2 separate regions of the Mus musculus genome follow, and region 1 is linked to region 2. A link is a contact called in public Hi-C data. All regions are on one chromosome and are shown on one strand. Each heading gives the region's core, a stretch centred on a gene start, on an enhancer-like site or on the middle of the called end of the contact. The rest is flanking DNA. Distances are from core to core; before and after follow the strand shown. Region 1 has its middle 21 kb from the start of Mir3068. Region 2 holds the start of Gstz1 (glutathione transferase zeta 1 (maleylacetoacetate isomerase)).

The links. Hi-C and Micro-C count contacts between places; a contact is called where the count stands out from the background.
Region 1: a contact with region 2 is called in a Hi-C map of bone marrow-derived macrophages, with 3 times the contacts expected there. The contact joins the enhancer-like site here to the promoter of Gstz1 in region 2. A contact is called at or near these places in 11 of 39 promoter capture datasets (the 3T3-L1 cell line, the C10 cell line, the HPC-7 cell line and 7 more), 1 of 15 datasets of contacts at CTCF or cohesin (embryonic stem cells), 18 of 484 Hi-C or Micro-C datasets (the G1E-ER4 cell line, the HL-1 cell line, adipose-derived mesenchymal stem cells and 8 more), 4 of 115 datasets of contacts at active chromatin or transcription factors (bone marrow-derived macrophages, embryonic stem cells, extraembryonic endoderm stem cells and 1 more) and 4 of 9 other capture datasets (adipose tissue, embryonic stem cells, liver and 1 more).

What each region holds. Positions count from the first base shown.
Region 1 is chr12:87,414,983-87,418,646 of GRCm38.p6, reverse strand. No RefSeq gene overlaps it. Among named protein-coding and RNA genes, the nearest start is that of Mir3068, 21 kb to the left of the region's middle. Within about 2 kb of position 1,941, at least 14 of the 459 cell types and tissues checked have an H3K27ac peak or open chromatin away from gene starts, as enhancers often do. A contact at or near this core is called in the G1E-ER4 cell line, bone marrow-derived macrophages, granulocyte-monocyte progenitors and 2 more, where this site is marked.
Region 2 is chr12:87,146,103-87,149,582 of GRCm38.p6, reverse strand. Gstz1 (glutathione transferase zeta 1 (maleylacetoacetate isomerase)) reads right to left here and starts at 1,876. Exons shown (of 9, transcript NM_010363.4): 1 at 1,739-1,876. The coding sequence starts at 1,753. It overlaps Pomt2 (protein-O-mannosyltransferase 2), which reads left to right and starts at 1,681. Exons shown (of 21, transcript NM_153415.4): 1 at 1,681-2,412. The coding sequence starts at 1,955. Gm6566 (predicted gene 6566) reads left to right here. Exons shown (of 3, transcript NR_136901.1): 3 at 1-108.

The DNA of each region.
Region 1 (3,664 bases), core at 692-3,191, 270 kb before region 2:
AGCCACCATGTGGTTGCTGGGATTTGAACTCTGGACCTTCGGAAGAGCAGTCAGGTGCTCTTACCCACTGAGCCATCTCACCAGCCTCTTCAGTGCTTTAATAAAGCCCAGAAGACAACATTCAGGGAAAGGAGTGTAGTAGTCACCACACCAAAATGTTTCTCTGTTTTGCTTAAGAGAACACAGAGGTTAACGTCTCCAGATGGTCCAGAGGACCAAAGCCCCACAATTACCCAGAAGGCCCTAAGTGTCTCAGGCCATGCAGTGGACATCCATTAGTAAGGAAGAGGTAAAGTCAATGAGGTTGGGCTGCACAAGGCTGTAGTCTAAGGAAGCTGAAAGAGCTAACTACTCCATGTATGTTCACATGAGTATATTTCAGCATGAAATTACATGCATGTAAATATGATGCCTATGAAGGAGCCTGAAACTCATGAGTTCATAGATGGCAACTGATTCTTACACTTCACTGCAGGAAACAATGGTTCGTCTTTCCAAACCTGTGAGTTGGTGAAGGAGTTCCCAAGAGGCCATATGCACTGCTGCCAGGTGGGCTGCATGGGTCTCCCCATGGCCCTTCCTCATACTGGGGTGTGATCAGCTTCTCAGAGACCCCAGGACATATTCCAAGACTATGAAAGCAGAACCATGGGCTGGAGAGATGACTCAGCACTTAAGAGCACTGACTGCTCTTCCGAATATCCTGAGTTCAAATCCCAGCAACCACCTGAGTTCAAATCCCAGCAACCACATGGTGGCTCACAACCATCCGTAATGAGATCTGATGCCCTCTTCTGGTGCATCTGAAGACAGCTACAGTGTACTTACATGTAATACAAAACAAATCTTTGGGTTGGAGCGAGCAGGGCCGGAGCCAGCAGGACTGGAGTGAGCTGAGGTCCTGAGTTCAATTCCCAGCAACCACATGATGGCTCATAGCCATCTGTACAACTACAGTGTACTCATATACATAAAATAAATACATACACATAAAATAAATCTTCTGGACTTCTGAAGTTAGTGGCACTAGTCTTCATCCCATCTGATACATCCTACTGGTCAAAATTCAGGGCAATCTTTTTTTAAGAGAGTTTATTGATTTAATGTATATCAGTACACTGTCATATGATTACAGATGGTTGTGAGCCACCATGTGATTGCTGGGAATTGAACTCAGGATCTCAGGGTGAGCACTCAGTGCTCTTAACCACTGAGCCATCTCTCTAGCCCAGGAAATAGCTTCTTTGGTGCCAAAAAAGAGCACAGTCATATCACAAAGGGGCATGTGGATTAGGGTGGGAAGACTCTGTAGACATTAGCTTGATCTGCCAGCCCTTTAGGTTGACTTCTTTCATTAGGAATAGATGTGTATGTATGTATATTATCACTGAGTGACAGGGGATAAATAATGGGATTTTTCATTCTCTGCTGACCAGTTACCGATGCTTGAGCAATTGTGTACTCAAAGAAAAGCCAGATGTGGTGGTACATGGCTTTAATGGAAGGCTGAGGCCAGGGAATTGCAGGTTCCAAGCCAATCTGGGCTGTAAGGTGAGATTCTCCTTCATAATAATAATAATAATAATAATAATAATAATAATAATAATAGAAAGAAAACGTCCGACCCACAGTCCCATTCATAGAATAGAATGATAGAATGGTCTTCCTTGGTAAGACTTTGTTTTTGTTTGTTGTTCTTGTGTATGAGTCCGCTGTTGCTCTGCTCAGATCAACCAGAAGAGGGCAGCATTGGCTCCCATTACAGGTAGTGGTGAGCCACCATGTGGTTGCTGGTAAACGCGGTCTTAACCACTGAGCCCAAGGTCTTCATCAAACTGATTTTACTTTTGTCTGCTGTTCCCGCTGAGGCGATCTGCTCTGTGTGTGTGGATGATCTTACAAAACTTCAGGCTTGAGGAAAGAAGACAGGCAGAAAACAAAATCCCTATCTTCAAAGCAACAAGTTTAAGAGACATGGATACAACTCACTGGTGGCGCACTTGCCCGGTATACTTGAGGCCATGGGCTTCATCCCTGGTACCACAACACCACCAAAGGGGGCAAGTCTGATGCATCATGATAATGGCCACTGAGCCGTGAGCAAGGGCCTACCTGTCGAGCAGCATGTCAGTAAGGGTTCCTAGGACACCATAGAGAGAGGCAGGAGAGTACAGCTGTTGGATAATGGGAAGGAGAAGGGCATCAATCCCCCGGGGGAGAAGATGGCAGGGGAGAAGGTGGCAGGTACGTGAAAGGCCCCCAAGGGAAGGGGAGAATCCAAAAGAGAATCCTTTTTTCTTTGTGGCACTGAGCTTTTCATTATTGTAACAAACAGCTGCAATCCCTTGTAAAGAGAAGAGACCCCGAGCCCACAGATTTGAAGGTTGAAGTCTGTCCTTCCGAGGAGGACATCATGACAAAGTGTTGTGGAGTTAAAGAAAAGAGATGGAGAGGAAAAGGTGAAGGAAGGGGAGGAGTGGGGAATAGGGTCTCAAAACACCCTTTAAACATGCACCCCAATGACCTAAAAAAAAACTTTCAGAAGGTCCTACTCACTGAAAGTCCAGAGTCCCCAATAGCATTGTCCTGGGAGCAAGCCTTTACCACAAAGGCTTTTTGGGGCCACTTAGTAATAACTACAACAAAGCTCTTCACGTTTCCTTCCCATGAAGACAGTTTAATTGATGGAATTTCTGGAGCTTTCTACCTCCTTGCTCCTTCCTCCCTGATGGATATAGTAGAGGAACAAGAGATTCCTCATTCTTGGTTTGGGACTAATACCTGGGCAACCTTGGCTCAGACCTACACCTTGTCTCTCTTGGGCACGAACACACCTGGAGATATTGCCATTGGTTAAGTGCACTGTCTGCTCTTCTAGGGGACCTGGGGTTCAATTCCCAGCATTCACATGGCAGCGAAAACTCTGTAGCTCCAATTCCAAGGTATATGGCACCTGCACAGCCATACATACAGGCAAAACACACATGCACATAAAATAAAAATATATCTTTTTAAAAAAAGGAAGTGCAAAGAAAAAGAAAAAAATAGAAAAAAAAAGGAAGTACATGTGTTGTTTATTGAAAGCCTTCTGGAAGCCTATAATGCAATGACTATTTATAGCTGTGTGATTGGCCAATTAGCCCAGTTTGTGACTTCGACTCTAAGCCCCTTACCAAGCTTATGTGTGAAGTTCAGAGTCTCTTGATAAAGGCTGATGCCAGGCAGTGGTGGCACACGTCTTTAATCCCAGCACTCGGGAGGCAGAGGCAGGTGGATCTTGAGTTTGAGGCCACCCTGGTCTACAGAGGGAGTTTTAGGACAGCCAGGGCTACACAGAGAAACCCTGTCTCAAAACAAACAAACAAAAAACAAACACACAAAAAAATTAGAAGAGAAAGGCTGTCAGGAGCACAATATAAAGATGGGGTATTAGGATCAGGGTCACACACACACACACACACACACACACACACGCATGCGTGAGTGTGCAAAGAGTTCTCAAGCTGCAAGTGTACTAGAGGCATTAATTGGAAACTCAGTGGGACTTCCAGGCTAGCTATTGACAGAGACCTTGGCTCAGCATCATGTGGGTCTTTCCACAGGATAGTCTCAGTGTCCACAGAAAGTGACATTTGTCTTCCCTTGAGCCAAGGACTAAGTGGCA
Region 2 (3,480 bases), core at 627-3,126:
GGAGCCTTCTCCTGTGCTAGGGTGTATATAAGCAGCCCTCCCTGGGTGCCCTGTCCCGGTAGCAGCATCGAGGTGTTCCTGCAATAAAGGCTGTTGAGAAGAATCTGACCATGTCGTGTCTTCCTTGCTGGCTGAGGTGGGCGCGACACCCCATGGCCCTTCAGCAGGAAACAGAATTTTTTTTTTTTTGGCTTTTTCGAGACAGGGTTTCTCTGTATAGCCCCGGCTGTCCTGGAACTCACTTTGTAGATCAGGCTGGCCTCGAACTCAGAAATCCGCTTGCCTCTACCTCCCGAGTGCTGGGATTAAAGGCATGCATCACCATCACCCAGCTGGAATCTTACCCTACATCTATTATTATTTTTTTTTCTTATATATCATTTTAGTTTCTTTTCCTGCTGCTATGATAAAATGCCCCAACAAAGGCAGTCTAAAGAAGAGTGGTTTATTTTGGCTTATAATTCAAGATGTAGTAAGTCACCTGGGGTGGGGGTGGGGTGGGGTTTGGGGGAAGAGCAGCCTGAAACAGCTGGTAAGTAACCTATGCATCCACAGCATGAAACAGAACAATGCTGTGTGTTGGTGCTTGGCTGACTTCCCCCTTATTATGGGCCCAGCCAGACCCAACCCAGGGAATGGTGTCACTCTCCCACATCAGTTAACCTGATAAAGACAATCCTAACCCTCTCTGCAGAGCATCTGGAGGCTTGTCTCCTATGTGCTTTTAGATAAACAGGGAGAGAAATCACAGCTAAGCACTAACAGCAAACCACCTGGCGATTTTTGCACTTGAACAGCTACTTTTTAATATCAAGTAGAATGTCCGTTTAATTAGCACCGGGAAGGATCATGTTTCCAACTCAAACATGCATTCTGGCGACTTTAAATTTGCAGTTTTTCTGTTGTGGGAGACTCGGCCCATGCTAGGAGCTACGTCAGAGTTGCGTACATCCCTAGCTGTTTTTATACCATTTCTTACATGATTAAAATCCTGAAAAATCACATCTGTATGTGGAAAATCTATATTAACCGGATGCAATGTCCTTTGCATCTAATGTGCCGCCTTCCTACATATCGGCCCTCCTAAGAGACTCAATTTTAAGTCTCTTATAAAACACACTCGCAGCTCCATTCCAGCAATGGCTTAAATACAAATGGCTCTAGGGTGGACTAAAGAAGTTCGACTTAAACCCTGGACGCTCCATATGCCACAGCCTGGAATCCCAGCACTTGGAAGGCGGGGGCGGGAGAGTCAAAGTTCAAAGTCAGGTTGGGCTGCACAGCAAGATCGTTTCTTAGAGCCAAACCGACAAAACTAGAAACCTGAGCAGATACTACAAGTGATTATTAACGTCGTTAAAGAGTCACATCTTTCCCCCTTGCCTTTGGTGCATGCCTGGACCACCAGGTCCCCTGAGAGACATACGAAGGGCGCCGCGAAACTGCAAAGTAGGGAACCATGTTTGAAAGCCCTAGAAGAGGTCTGTCTACCCGAAGCAGGGAAAAGCGCGATTGGACGCCCCTCAAAAGCTTCCAAGTTTAGCCTTCCCGGCCCAATCTACCACCACCATAAGGTTCAGCGGCCAGCGCGCAGGTGTAGAGTGAGCGGGCGCCGAGGTGCACGCCGGGAGTCGTTGTGGCGCCACGCGAAGAAGCGAGCTCTCAGCCCCGCCCCCCCCCACAGCTCTTCTCCGCGTTTCTCAGGAGAGACCCTCATCCCCGGACGTGGGGCACAGACCTTCCCGGCTTGCATCTCGCCCGGTCGGCCGGCCAAGAAAGTCAGCTCTCGGGACTAGAAGATGACTGAGGCCTAGCGGGGTCCAGAGAGCGAAGGTTGGACTAGATGGCCTCCCTCCTTCGGGCTGGCCCCGCCCCCGCCCCCTGAGCTGCTGGGAGTTGTAGTTCATGAGCCGACTCGAGTTTGTCAGTCCTTGGTTTCCCTCCGCCTCCCGCAATGCTCTACGCCTCAGGCCGCCTCTTAGCTGCCCGGGCGGCCACCACACTTTCCGCCCCGCCCAGAGCCCGGGGCCCGGCGCTCCGCGGCAAACGGAGGGAACTACAAATCCCATGGCACCTCGAGACGCCTTCTTATGACCCCTTGACGGGGCAGCGGACAAGACCCGGCGTGCCTCCGGCCCGGAGGGTGATCCTTCGGAAGGGGAGGATGCCGCCGGCCATAGGCGGTGGCCTAGCGGGCTCCGAGCTGCGTCCCCGTAGGGGCCGCTGTGTGCCGCAGGCTGCCAGAGCCGTGAGCCGAGACGTGGTCCCCCAGGCTGCAGCACGGAAACTTAAACGGCCTGCTTGGAGCTCGCGGCGCTTCCAGGCGGCAGGGTGGTGGGCCACGTTGGCTGTGGTGACGCTGCTGTCCTTTGCCACCCGCTTTCACCGGCTGGACCAGCCTGCTCACATCTGGTAAGTGGCGGAAAGGACTTGGCGGGCACCATGGCAACTGAGAGGGAGTGACGCCACCCTCTGATTGGCTTGAGGGCGCGAAGTGGGCGGGATTCATCGGAGGCACGACAGGTCCTTGGCGGTAGAGAAACTCAGTTGTATTTCGAGGGGAGTAGGGGGTGGCTGGGGAAAGCTTTCCGGTGTGTCAAACCTCGGAGAATAGGTTTGCCCTGGTGGGGGTCCCACACTCGGAGTTTGCAGGAGTTGTCCTCATGTCTTCTAGTCACCTGGCTTTAAAATGGTGATACTCAGAGGTTCTTTGAACTTGGCTGAGAAATTAGTAAATTCGTAGAACATAATTTTCCCAAAGCGTGATTTTCAAAGAAAAAGATTCCTATAGAGTAAGGATAGTTTGGGTATCGGGAGATGGCGGCACAGATTCTGAGCAACAGGTCTGGTGTTATCCTGTGAGAATTATTTTCTAGGCCTTACTTTGTATGATACAGATGGTGGCTTGAGGCTTGGTTCAATTCCATTTCCCAAGCTCACAGAGTTACTTGATCTTTAGCTGGAAGGGATGTTTTATCTTCTCTATATCACCAAACAGAAACTTAGCATAGAAGGTGTCACAAGTGGATCTTACTCAAGAGCAAGCAAACACACTGACAGGGCTGCTCCTATAGGAAACTAATAAATTACTGTGAAGCTAATTAATAAATTAGGTGCATTTTATGACTGTTGGGAGCTGTAACTACTGGGTTAAACACAAAGGCGTAATCACAGGAAGGGGAATGAATATCAGCACCTTTAGAGTTAGGTTCTTCCACCCCCTGTCAAATCCTACTATACATGACTGTATCCCAAAGAGATAGGTGTACCCACAGTGGGTTACATAATGGCCAAGGACTAACGAGTTTGGGAAATCTATTTTAACACTCACAAGCCTTAATTAGCTCTGTTCTCATAGGAGACATTGCCATATCTCTTATTGCAAGCACAGCCCTAAGAAATGGCCCAGGTCAAATGCAGTTAGGGCATCCTAGGTACATTCTTGGCACGTGTGGTTGTCCATCATCAGCTGCCACTTGT